Linked DNA regions of Mus musculus: region 2 is linked to region 1. A link is a contact called in public Hi-C data. All regions are on one chromosome and are shown on one strand. The core of a region is the stretch at or near the end of the contact, and the rest is flanking DNA. Distances in the headings are between cores, read along the strand shown.

Region 1 (4,485 bases), core at 591-3,090:
GCGTTCTCTCTCTAGCCTGTTTAGATATTTTGTTTAGTTGTCTTACAAAAATAGCAAAAAATAAGCTTTAGTTGGTCCTTTGCCCAAGAAGGCGGCCCATTCATGATGCATAGATGAAATTAAATGCAGTGGCAGCAAGGTCAAAGCAACCAGTTTCAAAACTGTCTGTGATGTAATGTGTTTTGTTATGCAGCTAGTCTAGTCATCAGGTAGTTATAAAAATAATTCCTAGCTTAAAAATTATTTGTTTAGAAAGGGATAAACATATGCAAAGTGCTTAGCCCTCTATCTGTACACAGGGCTAAGTAGCCCTAATGCTAGTTAGGTGGTTTTACACTTTTCTTATTACAAGCACTAATCAAATCAAACCAGCTAACACTTCTGTCACCTCATTTATTCCTTTGTTTGTATTGACATTTAAGAGCTTTTTTTTTAGATGCTTAGAAACTCACACTGTTGGCACTGTGTGGTCACCACAGCCCAATCCTCTCTCTCCTTTGACAGCATCTGTCCTCTTTCCCCAGTTCCCCACTCCTCCAACAGCCTTTGGTCATTCTCATCCTTGATACTGTTGTGACTCACTTTCTCCAGTTCCACGTGTAATGTCACCCAGTTCTCTGGCTTAGTCTGTTTAGTCTAACCGCCTCTAGAGCTAAACTACAGAACTCCCCCTTCCTTTAAAGTCAAATGGTACTTTATTATATATGCACATGCCATATTTCAAAATCCATCCGTTAACAGGCACCTCACTGATTTCTGTGCTTCAACTACTGTGAAGAATGCTTTAGTGATTTCAATTCTTTTGAACATATATATCACACATACAACTTGTAACTCAAATCTTTTCTAAAGGTTTCAGTCTTAAGATCAACTTCATAGACTGAGTACTGGTGAGATGGTGGTAGGTGAAGGTGCTTACCACCAAGCCTGGCAGCCTGAGTTCAAGCCTCAGAGCCGGTGGGTGGAAGGAGAACCAGCTCCTGAAACTTGTCCTCTGACTTCCACACATGTGCTGCACACATGCAAATACACACAACTGATAAATATAAAAAGTGTACTGCACTGCCACACTGCTGCTCTGGGCAACACCAGAGACTGTGACTTGTTTCAGTTACCAAGATCATGCCCAGGAGAGCAGAGGAGGCAGGCGGTCCACAGTGCTGAGAAGTCACAGCAGAAATGCTGAGTAAATTATGCTTGTCATATTCCTGTCTTCCCTCTTGGAGATTTTAGTTCTTTATGTACTATTTTTTTCCCACCAAAGATTCAATGAAAGGCATGCCAATGTTATCATATGAGTGTCTGTAAAACAAGCCAAAAAAAAAAAGATTCCTTCAGATACGAATTCAAAATTGTTATGAAATTTAGAGCCAAACAGCTAAACTTGAGGATTACTGTCTCTAGAAAGCAAGTTTATGAGTACAATGACACCTAACTTTCTGAAACTCTCTCTTTAACTACTGCAGGAGGAAAGGAAAGTGGTCACAAGCACCAATGAATAAGAATGTGGTATTTGTTGAATAAATTAAACGTTTCCCAAATTACAAACCAGCATTCAAAGTCAGACACGCAGTATCTATAGCTTACCAGTCACGTGTATTGCATAGGTCAGAAATGATAATCTTTGAGCCTTCCCCATATCCACACATAGATAGCTCTCCCCTAAATTTCAGCAACCTAATTACTTAGAGATTGTTATAGATACTAATACCCTGTTTCGATGAGTCTTTTGAAGCTTGCACAAATGAATTCATATGATACCACCAGAAAACCAACTGCCTCCCTTTGATGCTCCGTCACATATCCACCATCTGGCTGGTAAGTGACAGAACAAGGATTTCTGAAAGCACGATTCCTTCCCTAATTGTCCTCTCTACCAATAGGAAGGCCACTTTCCAACCCTTCACTATGCATGCCCTTGGCAATGTTCTTTCACAAATAAACTCAAAGCAAAGAGGGTGTTCTGAGAGACATCACTTCCACTCTCGCTGAGTAAAAATGGCAGCTGCTCACTGGCTACCTTTCACACAGAAGATCTATCTTCCTACTGTGGCACACGTGGCTACTCCAGAGTGTCTGTCCTGTTACATCTTTCCTCCTTGTAATTAGATCCTAACTGACTTAATCATTCATCATTATCCACAATCCCATTTCCCACTGTCCAAATTACAGACAAGATTTAATGCTAGACTGACTACCTAACTAGTTTTCCAGCACCGCCGGTCTGAGCAGCTCCGAGGTCCCTGTGATCATCTCTGTTCTTTGACTTAAGGAGTGGACAGCTGGCTACAATTTATTCTGTTCACGCCTCTCTGACCACTGACTACTGCCCGCAGCAGCTTCTCATCCTAAATTTTAGCCTTAGTCTTGGAAAACAAATTGCTTTCATGTTTTTAATTGCCCCCACCCTCATCACACTTTATCTTTTCTGTTTGCTCCCGAAACCTTCAACCCACCTATACCCCATAAAAGACAGGCAGGCCTCTTTCCCTTTCTAGCTCTAGTTTTTGCCCCAGGGTCTCTGTTAGATTGCCGAAGACAGATCTGAATTCTCTTGCCACTCCCTGCCAGCCTAAGTGGAATGCATTCAGAGAGGGCGTGGCTAATTAAACTTGCTCATAGAAAAGCATCCATGGTCTAGACTTGTTGTTGACTGCAGTGGACTCTCCACCTGTCCTTTGGATTCACCAATTCTATTATCAAAGTCTGACTTCAGAAAGAGAAGGAGGCATCTCCTTTACGTCGTGTCCATTGCTTGTTAGAGCCTAGTTAGAGGAAGCTAAAATGGCTAACACTCCACACTTTAAATATCCACTATGAATGTCAACAGGTAATGATCATCAATACAAAATTACAGTGAATTAAGTACATATTAAGCATTAGACACTCTTTTTATGTCCTTTAGAAACTTAGGTTCTGAGACTAAATCTCATAGTCTGGGCTAGTCTTGAACTTGCTATGTAATAGAAATGACCTTGAAAGTTCTGCTCTCCTTGCCTCCCCCTCCTGGGGAATACAGTTGTGCAATACCCTGTCCAGTTAATGTGGTGCTGGGGAATCTAACCCAGGCCCTCAAGATGCTACTAGACAAGCACTCTACCAACTAAGCTATACCCCCAGTCCCAAGATAAATGTTTTTATGTAGATTCATTAGAATTCAGACATTCACTTAAATGAATACTGCGGCTCAGAGATATATTTGTCCAATCTTCCAAAGTAGTAAATTCTAGAAACAAGGAACAACCCTCAGATCTCTGATTCCAAAATTATTAGCTAACTATAATAGTCACCTCAACTCCATGAAAATAAAATAAGTTTAAGCACGCTGTGGTAGTACAACCAAATTTAAACAGCTATCAAAGATAAACTTTCATCTGCCAAGAAGTAAATGATGTACCATCTGGTTAATGAAGTACTGGGTTTACAGAGAAAACGGTTATTGAAAAATGATTAACTTTAATAACACCTGGGACGATAAAGACTGGAGAAACACAGTCTCCAACAGCCTGATGCTCCCTTTCCGTCCAGGCTTCCTGTAGTAAATATGCTATGTTGCAATAAAGCTCCTTGAAAAATGAGTCATCTGGAACCAAACATAATCAACAAGATAATGATTAACCAAAAACTGGCACAAATCCTAAGAGAGTAATAAAATTAAAATTCAGTCCTTTGAGAGATCGCTCATGTTTAAATGCTGCTATCTCAAAAATGCAAGACAACTGGGTTTATGTAATATGTTTACATGTTTATATAATGGTTCTGGCATAAGTAATTCAAACATAAGAACTATGTTTGAAAATTTTGTCTTAAATTTTATATTTAACCATGTCACCACAAAATTTAACAATGAAAGGATTTTGTTTTCAGCTCAATAGTTCTGATTCTAGAGAGGCTGAAGCAATGGCTCAGAGGTTAAGAACATTTGCTGTTTTTGCCTAAGAACCTAGATTCAGTTCCTAGCACTCACATGGTGGCGTACCATCATCCCTAACTCCACACTCACATGGTGGCGTACCTTCATCCCTAACTCCACACTCACTTGGTGGAGTACCATCATCCCTAACTCCAGTCCCAGGGCATCCAGTTCCTCCTTCTGGCCTTCTCAGACACCAGGCACACGCACAGTACACTTACAAACATGCAAACAAAATATTTTACAAGTAAAATAAAATAAATCTTAAAAGTTTACTAAAATTAATGCATTTATGTAATTTTTAGCATGTAGTAACTCAGCATTCTACCTTCAGCACCATGAGTATTCTAGATCTTTTAAATATATAAAGGAGTATTATATCCTTTAAAATATAACACATCATCTTTCACATTAGTGATTACTATGCAAGGCATATGTGCTAATGTCTTGTCAATAGCACAGCAGAGTGATCATAAACCTCTTCAGAGCAGAAAGGAACACATTATTCTAAGGCCACAAAACCAGTTCTATAAATCTGTCATCAAAAGCACAGTTACCACAAACAGCGAGCG
Region 2 (4,485 bases), core at 624-3,123, 170 kb before region 1:
ATACCACAGGTCCAGTCTGCTTGTACTGGCATTTTTCTTTAATGGAACAGATACAGGAAATTCGCTTTGCTTTCTGGTTTTTTAAAATAGTAATCACTTATTTGGCAAGTGCCTCGGAAGCTCTCAGCTTGTGTATTAACTCGTCTAATCCTCCCACCACCAGCCGTGAGAGGTAAGCACTGTTTCTTACCTCTGTTTTGCAGATGAGGAACGAGGGAGGAGGCTTAGAGAGGTTAACTAGCTTGTCTAGTGGTGACCTGTCCGTAGCAGTCATCATCTGGCCTTGAAACACACCCAGCCTTTGGAGCTCAAGTCACAGAAAAGTCACCAGCCAAGCCCATTCCGACTGACACCTTCCCTGCCTGCCACCTCCACATCTTGGATTATAGAATCAGAGTGCCAGCCCAGCAAGCATGCCCAAGGAATGAAGGAGGAAGACTCTGGAGTTCTGGGTGTCGCCAGCACAGACATCAATAAAGGCTCGGGGAGAGGCGAAAGATTAGAAAAGGCCAGGTGACCTGGAGGGGTGGGGCCTGAGGGCTGAAGTGTAGATTAAGAGCAGGTAAGAGGGGCTGCGGTTGTGTAGCTCGGTTGCTTAGGATGCATGAAGCCCTGGGTTCAGTCCCCAGCAACCCACAGAGTACAGGAGGAGCAAAAGTTCAGGGTCATCTCCAACATAGCAACGTTGAGCTCAGTTGGGCTGTGCCAGCTGCCTGTCTGGAGACGAGGTTCCCTCCCTGCACCATACTGTAGAGGCATGGTATACAGAGCCTCTGGTTTGCATCTGTCAAGCATCCCCAGTGTTCAGCATCGCCCCCTTAGGTGTGGTCCTCTGTACATCCTGGCTTCCTTTGAGCCGAGCGGATAGAAAGACTCATTAGGAAATTTGAGGCGGCTGTACTTGTTAGGAATAGAGAGCCCTGTAAATTCTACTTCGGGCGTGGTAGGGAGAGTTGGGACCAAATTTTTAAGATACAAATAAGAGCACTTTCGTACCATAAACTCATCTTTGCTCATTGAATTAATCAAAGAGATAAGAAATATTGAAAAAAGAGAGAGTGTGTGTGCTAGGCATAGGGCTCTTGATTAATGAGGAGGCCCGGAAGAACAGCTTTCTCAGGGGGGCGCATAGGGAGCGATCCTGTACCAATTGCTACCTTATCACGTAAGTTTCATTCCTTGGTCCCCTAGCTGACTGTAAATAAGCCAATTTTAAGGGTACTGTTGCAAGCTAGACTCGCTGGAGTCGAGAGTTTGAGGTCACACTAATGAGCTGTGAGTTATGGGTGCTCTCAGGTGATTCAGTTTTGCCCTGAATGCGAAGGCAGCTCTCTTGGGCTTGTCTCTTGGTTCTAAAGTGCTGGCTGGTCTGTGGGGTTTGTAGGAGAGGGCATGGCTTGCCTGGAAAAAGCCGCCGATCTCTAAGGATGCTCTTAATAAAGTCACAGTAGTAATGAGGCAGATGGGCCCTGCATTTGGAATGCAAATTCACATCCTGGCAGAGCAGCCGGAGGAGGACCGGGCCCAGCCGAGCTCAACGGAAGCGTCCTTTTCAAACATCTCCATGGAGAACCTGTATTTGCACCCAGAACGAAGGAAACAGCTTGAGGCTGAGACAGCCCTGGGGAGTTCTCAACCAAAACTAGATTGCCCGAGGGACACCCCGGGGAAACCCTGATGAAGAGTCCAAGTTGGACTCATAGAAAATGAGAGTTAATGAGATGCAAGGGAACAGTGAAGACTGGAGACAGCTTTGAGTGGGGAGGACAACCCAGCCTCCAAATGCAGGGCTGAGGAATGCTGAGAGAACTCTCCAAGTATTTGTTAAGTTTTTGAGTCACCTAAGAGAAATGAGCCTTCCTGGGGAAAGAACAAAGACTTCCGACCTGACAGCTTCGAGCAAGGCCGGAGCACATCAAAACAGCCTCTGCAGAGGCGCGTGATAAACAGCCCACAGTCCTTTTCCCCTGACTTTTATTTCTTCTCTCTGATCATCCGTGTATTTCACGATTTCTCATTCCTTCGTTCACTTCCACCCCGAGGGACAGGGTCACAGAGCGATCAGGGACACATCCAGGAACAGAATATTAAAGGCTCCATCCTTGTTCCACATCTGAGAAAGAACATTGGGGAGCCGGGGAAAATGAAACAAATCACTCACCCCGACGACGGCTCAGAATAGATCATTCCCGGGGCTCCGCGGCCGCGTTCGCGGCTGAATCCGGAGCTCTGCGAAAGGCGCTTAAGAGATTTTATTCCTAATCTACTTTTTCCTCCTTAGAGCTTTGGAAATATGGCTGTGTAATTTAATGATTACAGGAGATGAGCCGAAGAATGAGCTAAATAAGATAACATCGGCTCGCTTTGTAATGAGGGGGCCGAATTTTCCAAATATAGAGCAAAATCCAATTGTGGCCCTGTTGTTTATAAATGTTTCCTGCATGACATTTACATGAGAGCCTCTGTTGGGACCCACAGTGTCCTTTTTCATATCTCGAGCCTTCTCCTTGGCTTTCTACAGAATTAAGGGAGGAGAATGCAAGCTGATTTCTGTAGATCACCCTGTTGGCCGTATAGACTAGTGTGTTGTGCTGCTGAAAGAAATATAGGCTGGAGTTAGACATCTACACAGTGAGCAATGTCAATGGTTACCATGAGAGGCAGCAGACACCCCTGAAACATCACGAGCTTTTCAATAGTGGATAACAAATAAGATTCAAAAAGCAATAGTAAGAAATACAGTTCAGCCGTGTGGTAGTGGCACACGCCTTTAATCCCAGCACTTGGGAGGCAGAGGCAGGCGGATTTCTGAGTTTGAGGCCAGCCTGGTCTACAGTGTGAGTTCCAGGACAGCCAGGGCTACACAGAGAAACCCTTGTCTTGAAAAAAAACAAAAAACGAAAGAAAGAAAGAGAGAAAGAAAGAAAGGAAGAGCATGGCTCTAGCTGCATACGTAGCTGAGATGGTCTCGTCGGTCATCAGTGGGAAGAGAGGCCCTTGGTCCTGTGAAGGTTTTATGCCCCATTATAGGGGAATGCCAGGGCCAGGAAGCAAGAGTAGGTGGGTTGGGGAGCAGGGGGATGGGGGAGGGGATAGGGGATTTTCAGAGGGGAAACTAGGAAAGGGGATAATATTTTAAATGTAAATAAAGAAAATATCTAATTTTAAAAAAACCAAATACAATTCAGTGTACGGGTGTTAGACTTTGACCAGGCATGTTGGGTCTCTGGTCGGTGCTAAGACATCAGGTGAACGGCATGTGGAATCTCTTACTTATCGCTATAACTTTCTGTTTGTCCCCAAATAAACATTTGGAGAAAGAAAACAGTGCTGCTTCAGATGTTGCTATCGAGGAGGGAATAGGAATAAAAGACCCGGTGTACACACCAGGAACGCTAGAAGTGTCCCTCCAGCTCTAAGTTTGTTTGGAAGAATCTGTCTTATGCAGAGTGCAGGGGGTTGATCATAGCTCCCTCAGCAATGGGGAGAAATGATGTGCAGCCAGAATCACACGCCACAGGAGAGTTGGTGTTGCCACAGCAAGGACTCTGAGAACTTACCAAGACTAGGAAGATATCTAATAACTGAGAATGCTGTCCTCAAGTATAAATGAATAGAAAGGGCAGGTTACAGCGTAAACAGTACAGCCCTGTTTTAAACAAATGTGCTTAGGACAGAGATAAAGATGTTCAAAGGTATAAAGAGTGGACTTCTCCAGATGTGAGACTGTTGGGATGTGTGGATTCGATTATGTCCCCTCATAGTGAATGTAAAAGCCAGCTTGAGCCACATAAAACCCTATCTTTAAAAAAAAAAAATTTTGGGCTGGTGAGATGGCTCAGTGGGTAAGAGCACCCGACTGCTCTTCCAAAGGTCCGGAGTTCAGATCTCAGCAACCACATGGTGGCTCACAACCATCCGTAACAAGATCTGATGCCCTCTTCTGGTGTGTCTGAAGACAGCTACAGTGTACTTACATATAATAAATAAATAAATCTTTAAAAAAAATTTTTTTTTCAGCTGGGAGTGGCCGCACATACCTGTGATCCCAACATTCAGGAGGCAGAGGCAGGAGGATCTCTCTGAGTTTGAGGCCAGCCTGGTCTCGAGAGTGAGTTCCAGGACAGCCAGGGCTACACAGAGAAACCCTGCCTCAAAAAATCAACCAAACAATAAATAAGTAAACAAACAACTAATTAATAAAAAATAAGTTTTTCATGTTGAATTCCCAGTGTGACTGTATTTGATGATAAGCATTATTAAGAGGTAATTCAGATTAAATGGACCCATAAGGGCCCATAGGACTGGCTATATTATAAAAGAAAAACCAGGCTGCACCTGACCTTGGACCCCCAGTCTCCAGATCTGTGAGAATTCAGGTTTCTGTTGTGTATGCCATCTGGGGCATGGTATTTTGCTATAGCCATCCACACTGTTAAAGACAGAGGCTATTCTAAATGTCCTTGCTTTCCTGTTTGTGTGTGG

Evidence for each region. Hi-C and Micro-C count contacts between places; a contact is called where the count stands out from the background.
Region 2: a Hi-C map of the N1E-115 cell line shows a contact between it and region 1, with 2.2 times the contacts expected there. The contact joins two enhancer-like sites. A contact is called at or near these places in 1 of 15 datasets of contacts at CTCF or cohesin (the NIH/3T3 cell line), 1 of 484 Hi-C or Micro-C datasets (the N1E-115 cell line) and 2 of 115 datasets of contacts at active chromatin or transcription factors (embryonic stem cells and pancreatic cancer cells).

What each region holds. Positions count from the first base shown.
Region 1 is chr17:83,376,061-83,380,545 of GRCm38.p6, reverse strand. All of the region lies in intron 1 of Eml4 (echinoderm microtubule associated protein like 4), which reads right to left. Among named protein-coding and RNA genes, the nearest start is that of Eml4, 27 kb to the right of the region's middle. Within about 2 kb of position 1,840, at least 42 of the 459 cell types and tissues checked have an H3K27ac peak or open chromatin away from gene starts, as enhancers often do. A contact at or near this core is called in the N1E-115 cell line, where this site is marked.
Region 2 is chr17:83,543,604-83,548,088 of GRCm38.p6, reverse strand. It overlaps Gm41635 (a long non-coding RNA gene), which reads left to right. Exons shown (of 2, transcript XR_877027.2): 2 at 204-2,409. Among named protein-coding and RNA genes, the nearest start is that of Gm52292, 4.1 kb to the right of the region's middle. Within about 2 kb of position 1,873, at least 67 of the 459 cell types and tissues checked have an H3K27ac peak or open chromatin away from gene starts, as enhancers often do. A contact at or near this core is called in the N1E-115 cell line, where this site is marked.